Regions from separate parts of the Sus scrofa genome. Here region 1 is linked to region 2. Evidence: chromatin contacts called from public Hi-C data. All regions are on one chromosome and are shown on one strand. Each heading gives the region's core, a stretch centred on a gene start, on an enhancer-like site or on the middle of the called end of the contact. The rest is flanking DNA. Distances are from core to core; before and after follow the strand shown. Region 1 holds the start of EPOP (elongin BC and Polycomb repressive complex 2-associated protein). Region 2 holds the start of CISD3 (CDGSH iron-sulfur domain-containing protein 3, mitochondrial).

What was found. A called contact is a pair of places that touch in the nucleus more often than the background predicts.
Region 1: a contact with region 2 is called in a Hi-C map of epiblast stem cells, with 3 times the contacts expected there. The contact joins the promoter of EPOP here to the promoter of CISD3 in region 2. A contact is called at or near these places in 2 of 5 promoter capture datasets (fetal liver and liver), 32 of 47 Hi-C or Micro-C datasets (adipose tissue, alveolar macrophages, blood and 16 more) and 2 of 2 datasets of contacts at active chromatin or transcription factors (alveolar macrophages and skeletal muscle).

The regions. Positions count from the first base shown.
Region 1 is chr12:23,431,316-23,437,272 of Sscrofa11.1, reverse strand. EPOP (elongin BC and Polycomb repressive complex 2-associated protein) reads right to left here and starts at 1,885. Exons shown (of 1, transcript XM_021067069.1): 1 at 1-1,885. The coding sequence starts at 1,871. The coding sequence ends at 732.
Region 2 is chr12:23,376,910-23,383,069 of Sscrofa11.1, reverse strand. It overlaps CISD3 (CDGSH iron-sulfur domain-containing protein 3, mitochondrial), which reads left to right and starts at 3,483. Exons shown (of 4, transcript XR_002337144.1): 1 at 3,483-3,629; 2 at 3,934-4,051; 3 at 4,626-4,745. MLLT6 (protein AF-17) reads left to right here. Exons shown (of 21, transcript XM_021067068.1): 21 at 1-2,880.

The DNA.
Region 1 (5,957 bases), core at 636-3,135, 56 kb before region 2:
AAAGCACACAGGGAAAATGGAAGGGGGAAACTCCAAAACTGGACAAAGGGGAGAGAGGCTGGTGGCTGAGAATGAAGATCTCGGCACCTCGGGGTCACTTGATGTGGGGGGGGGGCGCTCGGCAAAGAACAGGAAAGGGGTGATCTCCCCCTCGCCTAAGTTGCTCCCTCCCCCACGAAGGCTGCAGTGGTGCTCAGAAGCTAGGGAAGGCCTGTGGGGAGTGAAGGGTTAAAGGCCCGGCTGGTGGGGGTGGGGGATGCCCCCAGGGAGCTGCCAATCACCTCCCCACCCCCACCCCAGCCCCCCCACCCCCAGCCCCTGCTCGCCCACAGAAACAACCGGTTTGTCCATCACCAAGGTCTCTCTCCCTCTTTTCTTCCCCCCTCGGCTTTGAGCGGTAGCCTCCACGGCTCCCCCTGGGGTGAAGGCCCTGCCCCCAGAGATCGGAGGTGGAAGAGAGGAGGGGTTGGAATCTATGTCATTAAGCGTTTTTCCTCGGTTAAGCCTTCTCCTGACTCCAGCTCTTGGTCCTCTCCAAAGGATGAGAGGGAGGGGGTGTCACCTCGACCAGTTAGGTGCTTGAAGATCACTGTCATCTGAGGTCCCTCTGACCACAGCCCATAAAACCTAAAGGGGACAGGCGAAGGTGAGAAACGAGGCTCTAGCCTTGAGCGCGCAGTTTGGCTGTGGCCCCCACTTTTCCCCCTTGGCAGGCAGAAGAGGTCTCACGCTCAGAGTTGCTCCAAGTTGATGCCCCAGAATTTGAGGCCGGGGGGCTCAGGCACAGCGGGACCCCCGATCTGCCACCTCCACAATGGGTGGGCAGGCGGGGGTTTAGAGTCTCCCTGGAGGCGAAGCGAGGATGCGGGCCCTAAGTCTCCGTCCTCCCCCACCACCAAGGCCGGGGGACAGGGGAAGCAATCGAGGAGGCTGAAGGTGCTCGTGGTGGGGAGCGTCGGCGCAGGGCGACGGGGCTGCGCGCTGCGCTGGGGGGGCGCCGGCCGCCGGCGTTTCTTGGCGGCTCCCCGGGCGGGCCCTTTGGCTGGCGGCCGCTCGGGCCCCCGGCGCAAACTCGGAGTGTCGAGGGCGAAGCCCTTCGCGTAACACCAAAGTTTCGACCGGCGGATCAGACGATCGAAATGTTCCTGGCGGAGATCGCCGGGCGCGGCCGCAGCTCCGCTGGCCGTCGAGGGGCTGGCGGCCGGTGCCTCGGGGGCGGCCTTCGGGGGGTTTCCATCGACTGCGGCCGTTTGGCCCGGCAGGGGCGGCTCCGGCGCGGCCCGGGGCCCCGCCGGCTCAGAGGAGAGGCCCGCAGGTGGCGGCGGAGGCCGGGAACCGGGATCCTGATGCGGGCTGGCGGCGAAGCCAGGCTGGGAGTCGAGACCGGGGGCTGGCCTAGGCGGAGCTGAGGCGGAGCTGGTCGGAGATTCCCGAGGGCGCCGGGGCGCCGGGCAGCGGCCGGGAGGTAAACCGGAGCGAGCGCCGAAGTGCGGGAAACTGCCTCCGCCCTCTTCCTCCTCGCTGCGGCCCCGGCACACTGCGGCGTCGGCATCCTGGCGGGCCGGGGAATTGGGATCGCTGGACCGCCCGGCCTGTCCCGCGAGGTGCTTCAGGCCATCCGGGGCCCAGCCGCCGGTGCACAGGGGGGCGCGAGGGCCCAGCAGCACCGGGGCCCGCGGCGCCAGCTCCCCAGGCCCCAGGCCCAGAGAGGACGCCCGGGGTTTGGCAAGGGCGCAGAAGGCAAGGGCACGCAGGCACAGCGGAGAGAACTCCTGGGTCCCCCGACGCGGCTTCCGGGGTGTGGGGGAGCAGGGCGACCCTCGCGGGGACGCCGGCACTGCGAGGCGGGGAGCGGGGCACAGAGTCTCCATGGAACCGCCCGGGGGGTTGCCCACTGCGGGGGTCCTGGTCCCAGCGGCGGGATGCCCTGGCTGCCCGAAGAGCCCAAGGGCGAGGGGAACATCGCCCCCCCTCGACGGGGAGGTCTCTGCTCACGGGCGCCCCCGGCCCGTACCCCTGGGCCGCGGAGCTCTGGCTCCCTCTTCGATCTTGTCACGCGGCCCTCCCGGCGGCCGGACTCCTGGGTCCCTGCGAGTCCCGGCGCGGTGGGCCGCCCTTCCTGCCGCCGCGATCCCTGCGCAGCCCGGGCGGGAGCCCCCTCTCGAGTTGCCCGGAGCGCAGAGGTTGGGGAAACAAAGCGGCTGGCGGCCGCGGGAGGCGGGAAGGACCCCGGGCCCGGCACCCGGTGCCCGGGCCCAGGCGGCGGGGAGGGCGCCTTCCGCCCGCTCGGCTTCTTTCTTCCCCGCTGGCTCCCGGAGACCGCGTTATAGAGAACTGCCCCCTCGCTGCCCCAATACCAGCGCCGGGGCCGCGAGCCCGCCGCTGATTGGGCGGCACTGCCTGTGACGTTGGCCCGGACCCCACCCCTCCAGCGGCACCGCCCCCGTCCCCATTCCTCACACAGACACACACACGTGGACCCGGCGCGGCGGCGGCTGGGAGGGAGGAAAGGAGGCTGCGTGCGCGGGTGGGATCGCAGGGGGCGAAACGCGCCGCTGCACGTGGCGCGGTGGCGTCCTGGTGTTCAGTCACTGCAAAGCACTTCATTTTTTCCCTTAGCAGTCATGGTTTTCGCATCCGTAAAATGGGAATCTTCATATCTACTCGCAGGGGGCTAAGTGAATCCACATAGGTGAATCTCAAAAAGACAAAGTTGAAAGAAAAGAAGAAAAGAGGTTTGGAAGCTTTGCACAGCAGGGACTCCTGCGGGCAGAATGTTCTTAACCTCTCAGCTTCGGTGGCCTAGAACAGTGCCTGGCACACAGTGGGCTCAAGAAATGTTGAATGAAGAGTTAGGAATTCAGTAAGTGTGTGCAGGATGAAAAAAAAAAAAAAAAGGAATCAATTCGGAGAGAGGGAGAATTATAACGCCCACGGAAGACAGTAAATAGTCTTCCATTTCTAGTTTCTAAATGGCCCCTTGAGCAAATTCTGAGGGACTGACTCTGCAGCCCCCTGGCAGATCCCAAGACTCTGCCTTCTGAGGCCTGAAATTCCAAAATACGTTGAGGAGACCAGAAGGGACACACAGACTCTCTTCTTATCTCCCCCAGGAAGAGGAAAGCAAAGAGAACGGGAATTCCAGTACAAATTCCGATAACTGGAGGATCCCATCCCCTCAGCTTGTTCTGTCCCCTTATCCTTCTTTAGTTTCTGTAGAGCTTACTGGTGTATGAAAATCTGTGAATGTATTTCTTCTTTTTTGTCTGTCTCTTCCATTAGTCTGGAAATGAGCGGCTGAGAATGTTGTCTTCATCACTGCTGCCTCCCCACTGCCTATAACAGTGCCCAGATGTCATAGGTGTTCAATATGTATTTGTAAGTGAATGAATGACTATGCCTCTCATCCCCCAAATATGCAGAAAAATTGTTATGAGCTCATGGAATAAGGGTGGGTTTCTGTGTGGCCTGGGGGTCGGGGTGGGGGTCACAGAGTGAAATAGCTCCTTCTGGGCCAGAGGTAAAAGAGAGTTTCTGCAAGAAAATAACTAATGCAGCTTGCCTCCTGGTCCTCCTGGTGGCGACAACAGAAGAATTGTTTTGTAAGTGCCATCACATAACCTTTGGGAGGAAAGGCATCAGGAAGGTCTGCCTCCCCTACACCGCTTTTGCAGAGGCCAGAGGTAAAGACTCCAAGGCGGGGCTAGGGTTTGAGGAACAATGGTGTGTAGGGTTCTGTTGCTCAAAACATCCGCCCCCTAGCATCTTCAGCAGAAGTCTTTGGGGAAGGGGTCATGAGGAGGGAACCTGGGGTCCTGCCAGGTTTAGACTCTAGGGATCCTGAGTGCGAAGAGCCCTGGTCCCACCCTCCACACACACCCACACCCAACCCCCCTACACATACACAGAGGAAAGTTCTGGAAGGATGAAGATCACACCTGTCTTTTCTGGTGAACAGGGCTGAAAACTTTTACCCTGAGACAGTAGTCCCAGATTTCTTTTGCTCATGGGGCAGGGACGTGGGCTTCAATGCAACCCTCCTCCAGACTCTTTGCAGCTGAGATGCCTGGGGAGTGGGCTTGGGCTCCACCTTCGAGAATCTAATCTGGGAAACTCCCTTCATGCCCTAGAGTCTCACGCATATTTGCATCCCTGTGCATAGCATTGATGAGTGAATATTGTATAGCAATGCAGATCAATGGGCTCCTCCTTCTCCCACCCCAACAGCCACCAGTCCCACAAATCTGAGTTTGGGGGCTTTAGTGGGGGTCATTACTGTTGAGAGTCCTTCCCTGGAGGAGGCATTCCCTCCACCTCCATTTTCTCTTCTTTCCCGTCCTTGAATCAGGCACCCCAGAATATAACCCAGATATGAAAGCTCTTCATGGGCACAGAAGCATTATACAAACAGTAGGGGTTAGTGTAACTCCTCAGCTGGAAGGACCTAGAGTCATTGAGTCTCCATCGTCAGAGGGCTTGGAGTGGGGGTGCCAGCTGTGCGACCCTGGGCGAATCACCTGGACACTCTGAGTCTCGAGGTCCCTATCACTGAAAAGGTACCACCTCCCGATGTTGTCAGGGTGGAACCGGTATGAAGGGGCAGAACCAGCTGCTGCAGTTCCCGTTGCCTACAGTAGAGGACACTCGACCCCGTCCTCAGGCTGCACAGTTCTCAGAAACCTCCTCCCCGCAGGAGAAAGAGAGGGACTGGGCTGGAGGCTGGGTCTCCTCTGATTCCACCAGAATAAGGAATAGGAAAGACCCCTCAAGACCTGGAAGCCAGACTTCTCTTTCCATGGCCCATCTGAGTCTCACCCAAAGGCTTGTGTTCAAGGATTTGGGAGCAAGGGACCTGATCACTCTCGGCAAAGGAGGTCACAGCAGGGAACTGGCCCCCCGATGTCCTGCCCAATAATAATTTCTAGAGCACTGCTGGCCTTCTCTGCTCTTTATGTTATCTAACCCCTGTAATAATCCTATGAGGCAGCTACTTTTTTTGAATTGAAGTATAGTTGATTTACAACGTTGTGTTAGTTTCTGACGAACAGCAAGGGGATTCAGGGATACGTATATACATATTTTTGTTCATATTCCTTTCCATTATGGTTTATTACAGGATATGAAGATATTATATAGTTCCCTGTGCTATACAGCAGGACCTCATTGTTTATCTATTTTATATATAGTAATTTGTATTTGCTAATCCCAAACTCCTAATTTATCCCTCCCTCAACCCCTCTTCCTTTTTTTTTTTTTTTTGCCATTTCTTGGGCCGCTCCTGCAGCACATGGAGGTTCCCAGGCTAAGGGTCGAATCAGAGCTGTAGGCGCCGGCCGACGCCAGAGCCACAGCACCTCGGGATCCGAGCCTCGTCTGCGACCTACACCCCAGCTCACGAGACAACACCAGATCCTTAACCTACTGAGCGAGGCCAGGGATCGAGCCCGCAACCTCATGCTTCCTAGTCAGATTGGCTAACCACTGAGCCATGATGGGAACTCCAAGCCCTTTTCCCTTTGGTAACCATAAGTTTGTTCTCTATGTCTGTGAGTCTGTTTTTGTAAATAAGTTCACTTGTGTCATAGTTTAGATTCCATGTATAAGTGATATCATATGGTATTTATTTTTCCTCTTTCTGACTTATATCACATAGGATGATAACCTCCAGTTCCATCTATGTTGCTGCAAAGGGCATTATTCATTTTTTGAAGCTGAATAGTTGTCCATTGTGTGTGTACCAGACCTTTTCATCCATTCACCTGTCAGTGGCCATTTAGCTTGCTCCCCTGCCTTGGCTATTATGAATAGTGCTGCTATGAACATTGGGGTGCATGTGTCTTTTCAAATTATAGTTTTCATCTTTTCTGGATATATGCCCAGGAGTGGGATTGCTGGACCATATGGTAGTTCTACTTTTAGTGGGATGGGGTTTTTTTTGTTTTTTTGTTTTGTTTTTT
Region 2 (6,160 bases), core at 2,234-4,733:
CAGGACAGTCCTCTGATACTGGAGAGTGACTGGGGGCTGGGGGCTTTGAATCAGGGTAATATCCTGCCTTTCCTCCCCCGGACTCCACGTGGTCTCCGTGCCCCTTAGCGCTCCCCTTCCCAACGACACTCGGTCCTGCTGCCCGGGCACAAGGGGAGTCCCAGGGATTGGGGGACGGAGCCAGGGGGGTAAAGTGCCACTTCTTTTGATGAAAACCTCCCTCCCCAAATTAGCAGGCCTGCCTCCCTGCCCCCCCCCCACCAACCAGGGGAGATTTGAGCTTTCGCTGACCTAACAACTGTCCCTTCACCCCCCAGCTATCCGCCCCACCCCCCTCGGGGTATAGTCGGCACTTCTCACCTAAAGAGTCCCCACCTGCCCAGAGGCTTTCCTAGTGACCCAGGCTGAGGGCCGGCGGGACAGCCAGGAGAGGGGCGAGGTTGAGGCCTGTCTGTCTGGGCGTGCCCTGGGGTCGGAGCTGGGAGGAGTGGGGCCAGCCTCCCTGATGCCCGCGTCTAGTCAGTCTCTTTGCATGTGTGGATTTGTGTGTGTGTGTGTGCGTGTGTGTGTGTGTGTGTGTGTTTCTGTTTGGGTTTTTATTGTTGGTTCTGGGTTTTTGTTTTGTTTTTTTTTTTTAAATAAAGAAAAGAAGATGTGTATATTTTTGGCAACGACAGAAACGTAGTGCAGATATATTTTTGCCTGTGCTGCTCAACTGGTTTTTTTCTGATACTGAAAATAATATTAATATTCCTGTTGATAAGACTTTGTAAGATGTTAGGGAGCTGATAATGGAGGGGGTGGGTGGGAATCCTTCAGAGGCAATTTCTTAGGCACTTGCAAGGGCTTGGGGGGGGAGGGGGGAGGCAGTCGTGATGACCTCAGAAATACTCACTTTTCATTAATGCTAAATACCAGTTATAAAAGGGTAGGGTTCAGCGTTTTCTTCATCTTCATCTATTAAGCTCTCTAACTCCCTGCCCTCAAACCACTGAAAAGAAAATAACCTTCAGAGATTCTTAGAAGAGTTGCTCATTCACACCCACGCCCTTGCCCAAGGCCTGCCCACGCAGAGCTGAAGTCAGCTTCTGTTCGGGGTGGGGAGGGGAGTAGATCCAGGAGAGGTCCCGGTAGATGACCCAGCGCACCGGGACCGGCCCCCCAGAGTCTGGGTGTTCATCTCCAAGAGCCTCCGTTTTCTGACTTGCCCCAGGCTGGGGTGTAGTGGCAGGTAGGCAGGTCACATTTGAAGAAGGGACCCAGGCTGGGTCTGGGTTGGTGCTGTCCCTCAGTTTGGGGGCAGGGGGCATGAGAGAGGTGGTACATTTTCTCTTTTGAGGGAGCCCTGTCATAGGTAAGGTCAGTCAGGAGCACTTCAGGAGGGAGTGGGGTCCCCGGGCAAGGGGTACTGCTGCCAAGACCCCACACTCCCCGCTCCCAGCATCAGTCCCTTTTCCTAGGATGAATTTGGAAGGGGAATGGGATGCAGACGCAGAGATCGCTCTGTGTAGGGGAGAGGAAGGATGTGGTTTGCAGGGCGGAAGTGGAGTTTGAAAAGCAGAGCGGAGCTTAGTATTTATTTCATCACCCTCAGCGTGGAGGTGTGAGTGTGGCGTGCATGCAGAGCCAGTGTCTGGCCCTGAGGTCACAACTAGTGCAGGAATGTCTGAGCTGGAAGGCACCTGCCTTTAGGGGTTGTTTGAGCCAGCTCCTCGCTTCACAGGTGATAGCTCCAAGCCTAGGAGGGGCAGGGGCTCAGGGGCAGAGCCAGGACCCTCCCTCAGGACCCTGGCCTCCTGGTCCTTGGCTCTCCTGCCCCGCTGCACTGCCTCCGTGTGGCTGTCCGTCTGTCCCTGTGTGTGTGAGTGCCGTGTGAGTGTAGGGCTGTGCCCGAGGTGGGGGGCATCTGTGAAGCTCTGACTGTCTTAGCTCAGAGCTGATGGATCCTCTCCAGAGACAATGACACTTTAAAGGTTGCCTTTTCTTCTCTAAGTTTTCTCTATGTGTATGTGAGTTTTACCCCTCAGACTCCAAGGTCTACTGCTGCCTCCAGGCGCCCTTACCTTGAGGCCGATGAGAGCACCCCTGCCTACTCGGGTCCTGAGTTCTAGGGAAGTCCTCCTAGGAAGGGCCTTGGCAATGAGGGGAGCCAGGGAAAGAGAAAGAGCCGGCTCTGAGAAAGGGTGACTCTCTTTCTTCCCTTTCCCCAACTGGAAATGCAGACGAGTTTTCAAAGGCACAGGCTCCCCCTGCCAGCTTCCAGCATCTTCCTTGGTGTGTGGTGGCCCAGAGTTAGGGGTAGGCAGCTTGCTCCCAGTTCTCCTTTATCCCAACTTATTTCCCTGGGGACAGGTGCCTGGAGGGATTCGGGTCACTTCATGTCTGGGAATTTGCAGAAAAGTGGGGCACCTGGTTCCCTCCAGTCACATCAATGCAGATTAAACGTGTCTGGCTCCCAACCACTTGGACTTGATCTACTGAAAAGCTGGGGCCCGAGGGGTGCCTTCACTGCCCTCTGTTCACTTCCTCCAGCCCAATCTGGGACTTAGGTGGTGGGACTGGAGATCCAAACCCTGGCTCCCACCGTGTCCCCCTCTTCCATCCCAGCCTGTCTCAATGTAGCAGACCCTTCCTAGGGGAGCAGGGAAGGGAAGCCACAGTTTGCAAACCCAGGGGCTCCTTTTTCATTCTTTTCTAAAAGCCTCCTTTATATCCTCAACCCAAAAGGCAATGCCCCTCCCCTGCCACCTCCAAGCCTGGAATTGTGCATAACCCGGATCTTGTATCTTTGTATAACGGATGTTATTTGTACGAAGGGCAGTTCGTAAACAGCACTTGTTCTTTTAATAAAAGAATGTTTTACAAAAAAAAAAAAAAAAATCCAGAGACCCTGCTTTGTCTGCCTTTACTGAAGGGGAAGGGAGGTGGAGTGCCAACTGTGGGAACCTTGAGAAAGGATGGGGGTTGGGGGGATGCTCTAATACATTTCTTTCAGCTCTTGGAAGACTAGCTCATAGAATGCACAAGATACCCAGCTTGCATACTGAAAATTCAGGTACCTGTGTCCTCCCCATAAGAACGTAAGATGTAGGCCAGGGCGGGAATCTGTTTAAAAACAAAAAAACAAAAAAAAACAAGCTCTCTCGCGTTCCCGTCGTGGCCCAGCGGAAACGCATCTGACTAGTATCCACCTAGTAGCCATGAGAACAAAGGTTCGATCCCTGGCTTTGCTCAGTGGGTTAAGAATCTGTTGCTTGTGTGCTGTGGTGTAGGTCGCAGACGCGGCTCAGATCTGGCGTTTTGCTGCCGGCGGCTACACCTCCGATTCCATCCCAAGCAAAAACAAACACACACCTCCCTAGGCGGTGAGAGGTATCCGCACCGCCCCGGCAAGGGGGAGCCCTGGGAGGAAAGGAGCGGCGATGCTCCGATGGGTCTTCCGCAGACACGCGGGCACCAAAGGGGGCGCCAGAGAGCCCTCCACGCCCTCGGGGCCCGAGGCGGCTGCTGGACTCGACTTCCGGCGGCTGGAGCTGGTGTTCGGCCCCCCGGCCCGCACCCGCGCGAACCCCGTGGCGTCTTCCGGGCCGAGGCGGGGCCGGGCCGCCGGGAGGCGGGGAAGCGGGAAGGTGACCCGGGAGCGGGGCGGAGCCGGCGCGGCGTGGCGGTGGCGGCGGGGCCGGCATGGGCGGCGCGGGGGCGCTCCTGAGGCCGGCGGCCTGGGTGAGCTCCCGCAGCCCCGCGCGGCCGGGCCCCCGCCTCTACCCCCGTGGTCACCCCCAAACCCTTGCGTCGCCCGGTGCTTTGCAGCCCTTCCTGAGCGCCCGCTGGGTGCCGGCACCTCGCAGCAACACCCCTCCCTCTCTTGGGACCCCTTATTCTTACCGCGCCTTTCTCCCAGGCGCCTAAGCCCTGTTGTCTCTTCCCTCCCAGATGACTTCCCTCTGGAAGTCTTTCCACTGACTTTGTATTTCTGTTTCCGAATCACCGTCTCGTGACGCCTGGTGGCCTTGAGAAGCTGAACCAGAGGCGGGACATCTCCTCCTGGCTGGTAAGTAGTCCCCCTACCTTCCCACGCCTGCACCCCGTGTGCCCTTCTCGCCACCCAAGTCCCCAAGGCCCAGACACTGCAAAGGTAGAAGAGACCAGAGGAGGGAACCAGATGAGTCGGCCTTGCTTCATGGACTGCGGCCGGAGACTCTGTGTAGACATCGCTCAGCGGCTCAGGGCAGATTGGGTGACCAGAGCACACAGGGCAGGGAGCGGGCTTCGGTGCTGGGAACAGCCGAGCCTGGGAAGCCAAGCCAGGTGCAGGCAGCCCCCCCTTGGGCTGGCAGATCCTGGCCCTGCCCTCCCTGGCACCTGGCTGAGAGCCAGGGTTTGAAGGGAAAGCGGCTGGACCCAGAAACCCATGTGCTTGCGTGGCCTTGGAAATCTCTTCTCTTTCTGCAGTTAAGGGTCACTGTGGTGGCGGGGAGAGCCCTTGTAGGTTAGCATCAGAGCTGCCTCCTGCAGGGGAAGCCTGTCGATAGCCATGGCCCTTGAGCGACGGGACGATGCCACAGGCAAGGAAGTGCTTCCAGGGTGTGGGGTGGACCCTGAGCCCCTCATCTTCTCTGCCATAGGCTCGATGGTTCCCCAGAACCCCAGCCAAGCCTGTGGTGGCCCTGAAAACACCCATCAAGGTGGAGCTGGTGGCTGGGAAAACCTACAGGTGGTGTGTGTGTGGCCGTAGCAAGAAGCAGGTGAGCGAAGCCTACCCGCCTTTGTGTTGATATATGACATGTTGGGGACATCACGTGTCTCCTGGGAGCTCCTGCCCAAGATGGTCCTCTTTTTCCCACACGTGCCTGGGAGACAACCAGGGGGTGGGAAGGGGGGATATTCTCAGGCCAGTGCCCCCCACGGCCCTGAGCTCCCGGTTCTCTGCATCCATCCTTCAAGATGCAGCCAGAGAGACAGAAACTCAGGCCCAGGGCTGAGGGCTCTGCCTCCTCTTCTAGTGCGCCCTCCTTCTCAGGGGTTCGGCTCCGCCCTGAGAGGCTTGCCAGTCAGTTGGTCCCTCTCGCCCCTCCTTCCTCCTAAGAAGCATCTGGGCCAGAGGTTCGCAGGCCTTGGACCCCAACACTGGACAGACTGTACAGCCGCTCTACCCTGCCCCCGCCCCTGCCCCCACCGTGTGCCCCTTCCCAGCTTCGGCTCTTGAAAACCCTCCCTTTCTCAGTCTCTTAGACTTTCCTGGTTTCTTTATTATTTTTAATTTTTTAAGGGCTGCACCCACAGCATATGGAAGTTCCCAGGCTAGGGGTTGAATTAGAGCTGTAGCCACTGGCCTACACCACAGCCACAGCAACACGGGATCCAAGCTGCTTGCGTGCCCCAAACCACAGCTCAAGGCCACGCTGGATCCATAGCAAGGCCAGGGATTGAACCCACATTCCCATGGATACTAGTTGGGTTCACTACCACTGAGCCACAACCAGAACTCCCTTTCCTGGTTTCTGGCTGTCTTGTCAACCTGGCTGCCCGCTCCCAGCTCCTCTCTTCTGCCCCAGGAGCCCTTCACCCAGCAGGAACCTGCCCCGTGTTCTCAGCCTCCAGGGCCCCTTTCCTTCCTGAGCTGCGCTTTGAACCGTGTTCCTCCCACTTGGCCACTGATTCACTGTGGACTTTGAGCAGGTCCTCAAGAGGGTGGCACAGTGCTGAGGGAATGCCTCCCAGTGAGGAGGGGCACAGGCAGGCCCTCTGTGCCTCTTGCCCTTCGGACAGGTGCTGGCTTTTATCTGCACACTCCTCTCAGCCCTCCTCCTATGCCACCCTGACCCTAGGGTCAAGAGGCCTTGGCTCCAGCTCTGCCACTAACTAGCAAACCACCTCTCCGGGCCTGCTCCCATCACTCAGGCTCTGTGTGAACACCCTCCCGGCTGGAAGGGCGGATATGCCTGCTCCAGGCAGCCGGTTCTCTGTGGGACACCCCCACCACCCCAGCCCCTGTAACATCCACGCCCGCCCAGGACATGCCCACTTGTTTCCTGGAGCCAAACGAAATCAATGCTCCAGTTTTAAATCCCACCCAGAGAAGTTTTTACTAAGAACACGTGGAAGGAAATTAATCTCAGGAACCACTGGAGACTCAGAGCCACTCAAAAAAAAGTCCTAT